Regions from separate parts of the Sus scrofa genome. Here region 2 is linked to region 1. The links are chromatin contacts, called in public promoter capture Hi-C maps. All regions are on one chromosome and are shown on one strand. The core of a region is the stretch at or near the end of the contact, and the rest is flanking DNA. Distances in the headings are between cores, read along the strand shown.

Region 1 (6,470 bases), core at 1,996-4,495:
CAAAGGAAAAGCTTGATTTATCTAAGTTATTAGCAGCAGAACTTATAAGAGATCTTTATAACACCTCTTAAAGAACTGATATTTAGTATGTCATTATAAATCTCAAATATTAACAACCAAAAAGAAGTCTGAATTTAAAATAAATTTAATCAAATACCTTACACAGCTCTAACCAAGAAAAATAAAATCCAGAATTAAATCGACTTAGTATATAGTTACTTTTAGTTATCTGTATTCAGTGACAGGTGAAGGAACTATTCACATAATCCACATATATATGTTTAAGATTTCCTTGAGTTTACAGCCTTCAAATTGAGAAAAAGAAATTTTTTTTCAAAGTCAGTCTTGGTCTTCCATGTCTAAAATCACATTTCAATGATTTCTAGACAGGAAGAAAGATCAGCATCATCAAACCATTTTTACATATGCTTTTATTATTAATGCTATTTGTTCATCTTCCTTGAGCCAAAGTATTAGCATTATTGGACGAGATTTCTTTCCATTAAAAGCAAACAATTTCCATATACTATGTTATAAACAAAGACAGAGACTCTTAACAATTAGTTTTGCCAATATATGCATAAATAAGTAATGTCAAAAGACTGGTCTTTTCTCATTAGACATACACATAACAAGCAACTTAATATTTTGAATTGCCATTACAGTTTACTGAAACTTTGCGATTCAAAGCTAAGGAGAAACTAGGCACAGAAAATCTGCAATAGCTTCTTATATTAGGATAAAATACATACATGCAAATATTTTATCAAAAAATGATTATCTTTAAATTGGCATTTCCTCCCCCTCATTTCTATCTATAGGACTACATTAGAAAAAATATTTCAGAACTGCCACAAAGAACAATCCTGTTGCATTTTCAGTAAACAGTAATCAAACAAATCTATCACTCTGCCCATAGTAACAGAAAAATACTGTGTAAAACAATTAAAATGTAAGTGGTTAAATACAGCCTCGTCTAGAACACACAATACTTAGTAGCCATAGATTTATGGTACAGATGCTGATTAGCTAGCTCTTGTTTCCCAGAAAATGGCTTTTTTCCTCTCTCTCCACAAAAATTATCAGCTTTTTATCAAAGTAGCTGAGACTGTGTTAGATGTTTAATTATCACAACTTGTAAGCAAAGGATTTTTTCATGTCTGAAAAGCCCCAAAATTTTGCCCCAATAATTTGTCATCTCAGTCCGTTTTCCGAAAATAAACTTCAAGGTAAAAGAGACTTGTAAAAAATGCCACATGTGTTCAAGGCATTCAACAATTAGTAAAATACCAAATTCATCAATAAAATACATATTTATATATTTTATCATCTCTTAAAAATCAATGGGGTCTTAAGCAGAGTCATATTTTAATCGGTAGTGTTTTTTAGGAACACGTAAAATAATGATACCCCTCCCTTACAATAAATGGCATCTTATAAATTCCATGAAATATGGCAACTCTACTCCTCAGAATTACAAGTTTTAGCCCCCCAAAACAGCCCAATTTACAGATGAGAAAAATGAAAGTCCAAATAAGAGATGTCCTCAAAATCATAAAATCAGGAGGAGAAAGACTGGAACCCAGGTCTTCAGGTTCCCAATGATAACCATTTCCATTGGATAGCTTGCCACCCCAAGTGAAGGAGATAAAACTATCTGGGTTTGACCAATAGCTAATTTACCTGGTACACACAGATATCTAATATAATAATCTCTCGATATAAAAAACTGATCACAGTACGCTTAAGGCCTGAGTCTAAAGAGACTGTCCCAGACTGACTCAAAAGTAACAATAACAACACAATCTAGTGTTTTTCTTACTCTTGTTAAGATATACAGCGAAATAGACACTTCAGAAATTAAAGCTTCCCTTAAGGTAGAGATTTCAGATGATGCATCTCACTAACTCAGCACCTCCCTTGCACTTTTCTTTTCCCCAGAGGGGAAAGACGCGTCAAGGGGAATTATTGGCCCACCTGGAGCCTAAACGCAATACCTAGAACAAGGCTGTGGACTCATTTATCAGCACTAGAAACTTCACACATCTTTTCCAGTCTACCAACCACCCAATTCACAGGTGGTTGGTACGTTTACCTCTCTCCTTGGAGGGAAAACTAAAGGAACCAAATGAATGAGGTGACACCCGCAGTTTGTTAGCGAGGGACGCCACGGAACGGAGGAGAAAGTACCCGAGAAAACAACACGTTATCTGGGCTCGGGGGCCCGTGCACCGGGCAAGGACCGGTGCGCGGGAGGCGGCGCGGAGGCGGCCGGCGGGCGGTGCGACTCGCACTCTTCCCGAGGCTCCCTCGCCCACCCTCTCCGTCCCCCAGCGGGTGGGGGCCCGGAGGTGGGGACCGGCCCGGCGGGGGCGGGGACTGGGGGGCCGCGGTCTCGGCTCCCTCCCGCTGCCCGCCGGGCGGGGGAGGCGGCTCGGCTCCGAGGCCGCGGGAGGCCATTTTAGCTGCGGGGCCGCCGAAGGCCCGGGCGGCCCTTCGGGGCCCGCAGCCTCGGCCCTCTCTCCCTCCCGCCCCACCGGGGCTGCCGCCGCCGCCGGCCGGGAGAGACCGCGGAGCTGGCCTGCCGCGGGCCGGGGCTCGGGGTCGGCGGGCGGGGCGGGCGCGGGGGCGTCGTGTCGGCGGGATCCGGGCGGAGGGGCGAACAGGGGAAGAGAAGGGAGAGGGCGGGGAGCCGTTACCTATACTGGGCCGCAGCCGCCGCCGCCGCCGCCCCGCTGTGGGTGAATCCAAAGTAGTTGCCGGTCGCCATTTTGGCATCTTCCCCCAGCCGGCTGGGCACTGCGGCGGGCACGGAGAGTCGGGTCCCATGGCGGGAGGAGAGGCGCGGAGGGGCAGAGACGCCGAGGGAGGGAAGGGGAGAGAGAGAGAGGCGCCGTGAGAAGCCGCCCTCGCCGGGCCGGGCCGCGGCCGCGCCGCCTCCCCCTCCCGCCTCGCACTCCCTCACTCACTCACACGCCCCGGTGGCGGCCGCCGCCTCCTCCCCGGAGCCTGCCCCAACCCCCGCGCCTCCCCGCCGCCCGGAGCCGGGGAAGGGGCCGGCCGGGGACCCCGGCGGGGCACATTATACTCACCATAGGTGAAAGAAACTACAGGGCATATGGGAATCATGGGCTCGGGCTGCTGCTGCTGAACTCTGAACTCTCACCCGCTGCCTCCCTCCTCTGCCCCGCTCCTCCTCAGCGGAGAACAGACCGCCGCCTCCCCCCGCACTGCGCAGGCGCTCCCGCGCACGGCACTCTGGGAGCTGTAGTCCCTAAAGCCTTCGCGGCTCCGCGGGCGCTAGCCGGGCCTCAGCCTAGGCTGGCTGAGTGCCCGCGGTGAAAGACGAAGGCGAGCCTCCCTGTGGGCCAGCCTTGGGGTAATCCGGGAGAGTGACCGGAGAGAGTGACGTCTACCAGTCTTTCCCTCTTACTTTAAACTTCTTTCACTTTTACGTGCGCATTTGTTCTCCACCTTTCGGTCTTCCCATGAACTTTCCATCATCAGGATTTGAGCTGAACTAATTTGGATCCTTCCTTATTTCTCGTATTCCCGCTTCTTGTCCTTAGCCTTTAAAATGGGGAAGGAGGAGTTCCCGCTGTGGCAAATCGGGATCGTTGGTGTCTCTGCAGCGCGAGTACGCAGGGTCGATCCCCGGCTGGTGTAGGGAGTTTAAAGGATGGCTTAGGTCGCGGCTTTTATCCGACCCCTCCTCCAGGAACGCCATGTGCGGCCAAAAAACAATGAAACAAATAAGTAAATAAGATGTGGAGTAGAAAAAGAGGAAAAGAAAGGCAAGTGTGCTCTTGCGTTGGACACCCCTCCCAACCACATCTCTTCCGTCCTTTTTTCTCCGGCTGGCACCCATTCCTAAAGTATGGAGCCCCCTAAGCATGGGACCCTGTTCTGGGTACTGGAGATGGAGCAGTGAGCAAAATAAAGTCCCTCTTGACACCGAATTTACCTTCTGGGGTAGGGAGAGGAGATTTAGACAATAGCCAAATAAATAATGAGTATGTCGTTGGTGATTGAAGCTTTAAGAATAAAGCAGGGTAAAGAAGATAGAGAGTGAGGAAGATGCTATTTTATGTGGAATGTGGTTAGGACAGCCATCAAGTAGAACCCTGAAGGAAGCGAAGGAAGAAATCTGGTCAATGGTTGGGGGAAAGACAGCAAAATGGAGGGTCCTAAGGCAGGGGTGCTCAAGAGCAGCAAGGAAATTGGTCTGATGGAGTTGAGGACAAGGAGTCTGGATCATGGAAGTCCTTCATGAGAGTGCCAAATCTTTCTGGAGTTCCTGTTGTGGCTCAGCATGTGGCTGAGCTAGTATCTATGAGGACGCGGGTTGGCTCCCTAGCCTTGCTCAGTGGGTTAGGGATCCAGCCTCGCAGTGAACTGTGGTGTAGATTGCAGATGAAGCTTGGATCCCACGTTGCTGTGGCTGTGGTGTAGGCTGGAAGCTGCAACTCTGATTGGACCCCTAGCCTGGGAACTTCCACATGCTGCGGGTGCCTCCCTGAAAAGACAAAAAAGAAAGAGTGCCAAATCTTTTATTGTAGGAATGGAATGATATTCTCTCCCATGCAAGCATGTGTCTATTCCCTCTACTTTCTCGCTGTTTTCTCTTTACTTTCCCTATGCATTTACAACCCTTCTTTTTCCTCTTGCAATCCCTCACTCTGATTGACTGTTTCTCCCCCAACCTCTTTCCTGCCTCCCATCAATGCCCAAGTGCTCCATTTCACCTCTTCCTTGCCCTATCCATGCCCATCACCCCAGCGCCTCTGCTATTCACCTGAGCATTTTAAGAAACGCAAAATGGCGTTCTCTTGTGGGCCAGTGAGTTAAGGATCCAGGATTGTCACCGCAGCAGCTTGGATTTGCTGCTGTGGTATAGGCTGTATCCCTAGGCGGGGAACTTCCATGTACCCCGGGCCTAGCAAAAAAAAAAAAAAAAAAAAAAAAAAATCCACAGCTCTCACTCACGAAGTTTAGAGCCTTATCCCACCTTCTTATGACAGAAGAGAAAAATACCTCAATTCTTTTTTGTTGTTTTGTGTTTTGTTTTGTCTTTCTAGGCCCACACCCATGGCATATGGAGGTTCCCAGGACATGGGTTGAATCAGTGCTGCAGCTGCCAGCCTGCACCACAGCTCACAGCAACTCCAGATCCTTAGTTCACTGAGGGAGGCAAGGGATCAATCTCTTGTCCTCATGGATACTAGTCAGATTTGTTTCCGCTGAGCCACAATGGGAACTCCAACAATACCTCAATTCTTATTTGTACCAATCCTGCTCCCCCATACCTCATGCAAAGGTACAGTTCTAAGGTCCCATCTAAATTATCCTTATTCATTTCAAAAAAGAGGAAGTGTAGAATTTTTGAGAAAAATCCATGTCATTGTTTTTGAGAACACTGATGTTTCCCAGGGCAAAACTTATTTGTGCTCCAAGTGTGTTGCTAGGAAAAAATATCTCCTACACATAGGGCCTTAGAACTGCATTTTATTTATTTTATTTTATTTTTATTTTTTTGTCTTTTTTTGCTATTTCTTGGGCCACTCCCACGGCATATGGAGGTTCCCAGGCTAGGGGTCGAATCAGAGCTGTAGCCACCGGCCTACACCAGAGCCACAGCCACCGGCCTACACCAGAGCCACAGCAACGCTGGATCCGAGCTGAGTCTGCAACCTACACCACAGCTCACGACAACGCCGGATCGTTAACCCACTGAACAAGGGCAGGGATCGAACCCGCAACCTCATGGTTCCTAGTCGGATTTGTTAACCGCTGCGCCACAACGGGAACTCCTAGAACTGCATTTTAAAGGTAATTTGCTTTGAGCTTCATGGATCAAGCCTTGGAGGCACTGACTGTAATTGTTTTGATAAATTGGCACTGTTACTAGGCTGTTTGAATAAGACTGGAGGAGACAAGACAGGTGTTAATCACCTGCCCAAGAAGATTCTTTTTAGGCCAGTTTTATGCTTGGTTGCTTGACAGGTATTTAGAGGATGGGAGAGGGCTGCAGGCAAACCTTGATAAGCAGGCATGTAAGTGGAAAGAGGGAGGCGTGCCTCTTTCCTTCTGTAACTGTTCCTAGAGGTCAGAGTAGGTGTGGCATCAGTGAAAATTGTTTATGGTGTACTCTCCACAAAGAGGGAATTTACAAGAACAATCTCAGAGTTCCTGTTGTGGCTCAGGTTAAGAACTCAACGAGTTTCGGAGTTCCCATCATGGCACAGTGCTTAACGAATCCAACTAGGAACCATGAGGTTTCGGGTTTGATCCCTGGCCTTGCTCAGTGGATTAAGGATCCGGCGTTGCTGTGGCTCTAGTGTAGGCTGGCGGCTACAGATCCGATTCGACCCCTAGCCTGGGAACCTCCATATGCCGTGGGAGCGGCCCAAGAAATGGCAAAAAGATAAAAAAAAAAAAATAATAATAATAATACTGTTACTGTGAACATT
Region 2 (6,288 bases), core at 1,293-3,792, 100 kb after region 1:
GAACTGGGCTTGGTAGCTTTGCAGAGCCAGTCTGTGTGGGGGCTAGGGCAGCCTTGGCACTGAGCCTGGGGAGCTGCTGTGTGGCTCCTGCCTCTGTGTAGCCTATGGTCGCCAGTGGTATTCTACATCAAGAGAACCTTCTATTCTTCAGACTCATCTAGACCTTACGGCCTTTGCACACATTTCATACTCTGCTGGGAATCATCAGCACTCAAATCTTAGCCTGGCTGTCCCTTTTCATTAAAGTCCCTGCCCAAATATTCCCACTTCACCTCTTTCAGATCTAAGTTAACCTCACCCTAAAACTCTCTACTGCAGCATCCTCTTTTTCTTTTATTCTTTTTCATTTTCTTTCATTTTTCTTTTTTTGCTTTTTAGGGCTGCACCTGCAGCATATGGAGGTTCCCAGGCTAGGGGTTGAATTGGAGCGTCAGCTGCCAGCCTGCACCACAGCTGCAGCATCGCAGGATCCCAGCCGTGTCTCCTATATCACAGCACACAGCAATGTCAGATCTTTAAGCCACTGAGCGAGACCAGGGATGGAAGCTGCATCCTCATGGATACTATTCACATTTGTTTCTGCTGTGCCACAATCGGAACTCCTCTTTTATTTTTTATAGCACTTATCTGGATTGCCATCTCTATTTAATACTTTTCTTGCTTATTGTCTGCTCTATGAGTTTAGAGTGACCCTATCAGTTTCATTCTTTCCTAAATTCCCACCACTTAGAGCAGTGCTGGCATACAGTAGTGGTGTTGAATACATGTTAACTAAATGAGTGAATAAACCGGGAAAGGACCTTTGCTCAGTTTCCTCCATGTAAGTAAAGAGAACTGTAGCTCTTTCCATCTCAAATGAGAGGGAGGGGAGGTTGTGTGTTAAGTGACTCCAGCCAGTACCCTGAACTCTGTCCTTTCTCCACTAGCATCCAGATTTTGAAAGAGAACTGAATTCGTGGCTCCCAGAGCCCAGGCTGCCAGGTGATCCTCTAGTTATTCCACTATATGAGCTTATTCCAATCAGACACCCCCTACAGAGCCTCAGGGCACCACTGGCCCCAAAGGGAACTTTGGTCAGCTTAGCCATAGTTTGTGGGGGTCCTTTCCAAACTATCTTTGGGTGTGTAAACTCTGGGCTGGCAAACGCTGAAACAGTGGTTAATGAGTAAGTTACTTTTCTTTTTTTCTTTTTTTTTTTTGTCTTTCTGCTTTTTTAGGGCTGTACCCGAAGCATGTGGAGGCTCCCAGGCCAGGGTCTAATCGGAGCTGTAGCCGCTGGCCTACTACGCCAGAGCCACAGCAACTTGGGATCCGAGCTGCCTCTGCGACCTACACCACAGCTCAGAGCAACGCTGGATCCTTTACTTACTGGGCGAGGCCAGGGATGGAACTGGCAACCTCATGGTTCCTAGTTGGATTCGTTAATCACTGAGCCATGACGGGAACTCCAATTTCATATTTTTAACAGTTCAATTTTCTCATTTTTCTTTTTGACTTTTTCAATTTTCTCATCGAAATGTATCTTTATGTATTGTAAAACGCACAGATATTAGGTGAAAATCTAACCACCACTCAGACCAAGATATATTCAGCATTCCAGCAGGTTCCTTCACTCTCACTCCAAGCGATACTCCCGAAAGGTAACCTAACCTAGATCCCCATGTATTATTCTTGCCTTTGTAGGAACATCATATAAAAGGAATTCTACACTTTTTTTTTTTCTTTTTAAAAATGGTCATCTAGCCTGACACTGCATGATTGGGAATGGGCTCGAGCTTTTTCAGTCTTCCTCAGTCCGTCCAGTGTGACTCCAGCAGTGCAGGGTTTGAGTCATGACACACTCCCTGTACAGCCTACAGCAGATGTCTTTCATCTTGTTGATCCTTGATGTCCTCATCTACAAAATGGAGAGAATAATCATTCATACTTTGGAAAGTGCTTGTTAGGATAAGTAATATTTAAGTGCCTCATTGCAGTGTCTGGAACATAGGTGTTTGATAAATGTGTGTAGAATAAATATATGTACATACATGTACATATATGAGCTTATATTTATTCTTGGCTTATATATATATATATATTCTTGGCCATAGTAGGCATTCATTAAATATTCATTCAAATAATCTATTGGCCGTGTTCCTGCTTGTAGTATGGATTTCTCTTGCCTTCTGTGAACTACCATACACCTCCAGGATTCAGTTTAGGTATTAAGGATGTGTATGTGACCGAAGAGGTCTGCAAAGTTTTTTTTTTTTTTTTCCTTTCCCCACTTTCTGGAATTAAATGCTGTGAGTTTGGCTTCTTCCCTTTGAATTTTACCAGCCAGGGTCATGTATGGACATTTCATTTTAATACAAGAAAACATTTATTAAACAAATGCAAAGCTCGGTGCTTGTCATTCTTGTTTTATTCATTCCCTCGTTCCCTCACAGGTCTGATCCAGTCTTGGCTGCATCTCACTTTTAACGGCATCGGTTCAGGACCAGGGGAGGTCCCTTTAAAGCCCTGGAAAGGGTCTCGGTGTTGGTTTCCGCGGGGAGGCCACGCCCCATCACGTGTCCGCGGTCCCAGCGGGGCGGGGCCGGAGACTCTTAGCTGCCGTCAGTTCCGGTTCTCTGTCAGTCGAGAGCAAGCGAGCCAGCAGGAGGTGGTTCGCCTACCCGAGCGGAGCGTGAGTACTCGGGTCCCGGTCCTCCTCCTTCGAAACCCCGACCTGGCCGACCCCCACCCCCTCAGCCCAACCGCTTACTACCTCCCCTCGTTCCCTCTCGTCCGCGACGGCAGCGGGAAATGGCGGCGGTGCCCGATCTCCAGCTTCTCCTCCTCCGCCTCCCCTGACCCTCTCTTCTGTACCCGACCCCGCGCCTCACGCGGTGCAGGCCCCTCGGCGCCTGGAGGTGGCACCCGGGGACAGCGGCCTGGGGCGGCTGGACACGGCCGGGCCGGGGCGAGGAGCCGCGGGGAGGGGGCCGGGGCGCCCCCGGGACAATGCGGCGGCCTGGGCTCGGGCGGGGGCGCGTGCGGGGCCTGCGCTTGCCCTAGGCCTCTCTGGTGCCCCCACCCCTGCCCCCAGGATTGGGGGGGCCCTCCAGGGGTGAGGGAGAGTGGGCCAGGGCGGAGGAGAACCCAGGGGGCGGCAGTAGAGACTGGGGTGGCAGGGGACGGCTGGTTTGCTGGGGGGTAGCGAGCGCTTCGAGAGAAGAAAATGGCGCTTGGTGCAAGTCCCTCCTCTTCCCACACCGTCTCCTCCGCATTTCGCTGCTTCCCACGCCCCCTCCGACCAACCTGCCTCCCCTCGCCCAAGTCGTTGCCTGTCCCGAGGTTCTTGGTCTTGTGAGACCCCCCCTTCTCCGTTTTAGTGTTTATCACCCTCGTGTTGTACCGAATTCGTCTGTCCTTTGGTCCTAGTTTATTTTCACCTCGTCTTTTCTAATGCTCCCTCCCCCATGCCTTCATCAAAGATAGAAGATTGATTTTTAGGTTGTGTTTTGTGTATGTTCTATACCGGCGCTTTTCGTATCATTTTTGCCTTCAGGAGGAGCCTGCCCCGCCCCCTTTTTTACCTCGAACAGTAAAGGCTTATTCAGTAAAAATTAAAATGTATTTTGTTAGAAGTTCAAAGAGGCTGGCTTTAGTTACCATTGCCTTCTCTTCGTGTCGGATGGACTGACTTGGGTTAGACACGAGGTGGTTCTTTGAAATGGTCTTAGGCCCCCAGGTACCTTTAACGAACAGATGGTATAGTTATGCTTGACCGTTTTAAAGTGAAATATAGATTATGTTCAATTTAATTACCTTAAAAAATGTTTCTTGGGCATTAATCGCAACTAGCATAAAAAACAACAAGATTGATTTTGGAGATTAGGTTGTAAAGTGGGGCACTAACAGGACTCATGTATACAACGTGGTTTTATGAATGTTGCTGCTCCCTTCTGAATTTACTCCTCCTGTCATCAAGAAATTGCCAGTTAAAAGCAGTAAGGCTGAGTTGGGCATAGTTTGAGCTTCTTGAATTTAGTGCTGGCCGGGGATGGCCCATTTCTTTTACCTTGACCTCCTATTGTGCGGCACATTCAGTGCCAGTGCAAATGCAAGTTTAGTCGAGAGCTGCGTTATTTGTGATCTTTCATCCAGCAACCATTTACAGTATGTGTTGTGTACATTGGGCCCTTTATGGCACACAAAAATTAATAAGACTCAGGCTTTTCAGAGATGGAGAGAACAAAAGATACTCGTTTTGAAAGTAAGCATTTTACCACTTTTTTTTTTTTTTTTTTGGTCTTTTTGCCTGTTCTTGAGTCACTCCCGCGGCATATGGAGGTTCCCAGGTCTGGGGTGTAATCAGAGCTGTAGCCACCGGCCTACGGCCTAGGCAAGAGCACAGCATGGAGGGATCCGAGCTGCGTCTACGACCCACACCTCAGCTCACGGCAACGCCGGATCCTTAGCCCACTGAGCAAGACCAGGGATCGAACCCAAAACCTCATGGTTCCTAGTAGGATTCGTTAACCACTGAGCCATGACGGGAACTCCAGCATTTTACCACTTTTGTAATAGTGCTTTGGAAAGAGGTACAGCAAGCCTTGGAATTGCTTGAAATTTGGGAAACATAAAGGAAGAAGACTGTGCCTTGCTCTCAGGCATGTGAAAGCAAGGCACTGATTTATGTACCTCTGTCTGGGGGGCCTTGGGAACTAGGGTCATAGTAGGAATTTGAGGCAAGGTTTTGCCCCTCTGATTAGCAGAGTCTTCAAATTTTAGTCATACTCCAGAGTAGAAAGTCAGTATAAAATGTAATGAACTGTGAATTATGTACAACTCTGAATCAGTACTTGCTCTTTTGATGGCATGGTCAAAAAGCCCCCCCCAAATTAATATATACAAAATATGAAAAATAGGATCATAATGGTAAAAATTTAACTAGATATCGACATCTGTACAGTACAGTTCGCCATGCTGTTGGTATGTTGGAGTCCCACAGTGAATGATCATACACTTAGTCTCATCAATGGGAAGTATAAAGCAGTACTGAAAATTACTATTCATGTATATTCCTGGTTTTAGCAGGGATTGCTGTCAGCTGCCTTCTTGCAATTTACCCTATCCATAAACATCTAACCCTGCTAAAATGAAGTATAAAAAGACCCGCTGGCTTTGGGAAAGAGAGAGGTGTAGGAGTATGAGATGTACATGACATTTAGTTCTTCTTGCTGTATACAGAGCACTTCACTCTGCCATGTTATTTTCAACTTGGAAGAACATAACTTCTAGCATTGTCCTCAGTGTAACAATTCCAGTACCACAAAATGGTAGAATGAATTTTGGAGCATCTGGAATCTAATTGGGGGAGAGTTATGTTGAAGGTAATGGAACAATTTGTAAATTACTTACATAATGTATTTTCCTTTCAGAATGCCGAAGTCAAAGGAACTTGTTTCTTCAAGCTCTTCTGGCAGCGATTCTGACAGTGAAGTTGACAAAAAGGTGACTATACCTCTACCATGTCACTTTTGTGATAATTAATTCAGCAGTATTGCTCACCTCCAGTTCTGAAGAACTGCAAAGCATGTTAGAGTCTTAAAACCGAGTGCCTGGATAGGTGTTTCTGAAAGAGCAGGTGGCTCCTGGATCGTTTGACTAAAGTGCCTAGGGTTTTTAATCATACACACATGCCAAGCCCCTAGGTCAGACCTGCGCATGTCTTCTGACTTTAACAAGTCTCCTGCTGAGGTTTTTAGGAGCCCTAAAGCTGCAGGACCACTGCCTTAGACCCTGGAGGAAAAGCGCTAGAATTAGGCCAAAGCCATTACTTGCCATTATCTAGTAGTCTGCCTAGTCTCTAGGTATTCTGTGTAGTAGTTGAGCCAAATTATCTGAACTCCTGGAAAGCAGATGTCAGTTTGATAGGCTTCTCAGCCTTGATGTTTATTCTGCCTCCGGGGATTACATAAAATGGAGGCTTGGTACATTTTAAATTAGAATGTTATTTACTCTGGTCTCCTCCTTTTAGTTAGATCAGCACTCAGCAAAGCTAACATGAAATTACCCATTTTGATAGACTAGGCTTTTTCTGCATTAGATAACAGATATGCTATAAACTTAACTGTGCATCTGCTTAACTGAGCATCTCACTGTCCTTTATCTCCTTGAAGCTTACACAGTTGTGTCCCTGAGCTCAGTTAGCAGTGTTAGAAGAAAAGAGAGCTTATATGAGAATCTTGGAGGAGATGGACTTTTTATAGGAAAATAAAGTATCACGTGGAAGGTTGAAAAGCTTCAAAGAATATG

The links. Promoter capture Hi-C pulls out the DNA fragments that hold promoters and counts their contacts.
Region 2: a promoter capture Hi-C map of fetal liver shows a contact between it and region 1, with 3 times the contacts expected there. The contact joins the promoter of SUB1 here to the promoter of ZFR in region 1. A contact is called at or near these places in 3 of 5 promoter capture datasets (fetal liver, fetal skeletal muscle and liver), 2 of 47 Hi-C or Micro-C datasets (fibroblasts and heart right ventricle) and 2 of 2 datasets of contacts at active chromatin or transcription factors (alveolar macrophages and skeletal muscle).

The regions. Positions count from the first base shown.
Region 1 is chr16:18,653,096-18,659,565 of Sscrofa11.1, forward strand. ZFR (zinc finger RNA-binding protein) reads right to left here and starts at 3,246. Exons shown (of 20, transcript XM_021076978.1): 1 at 3,093-3,246; 2 at 2,700-2,799. The coding sequence starts at 3,129. LOC110257314 (a long non-coding RNA gene) reads right to left here and starts at 2,638. Exons shown (of 2, transcript XR_002339766.1): 1 at 1-2,638.
Region 2 is chr16:18,756,344-18,762,631 of Sscrofa11.1, forward strand. It overlaps SUB1 (activated RNA polymerase II transcriptional coactivator p15), which reads left to right and starts at 2,543. Exons shown (of 5, transcript XM_021076608.1): 1 at 2,543-2,671; 2 at 5,412-5,484. The coding sequence starts at 5,413.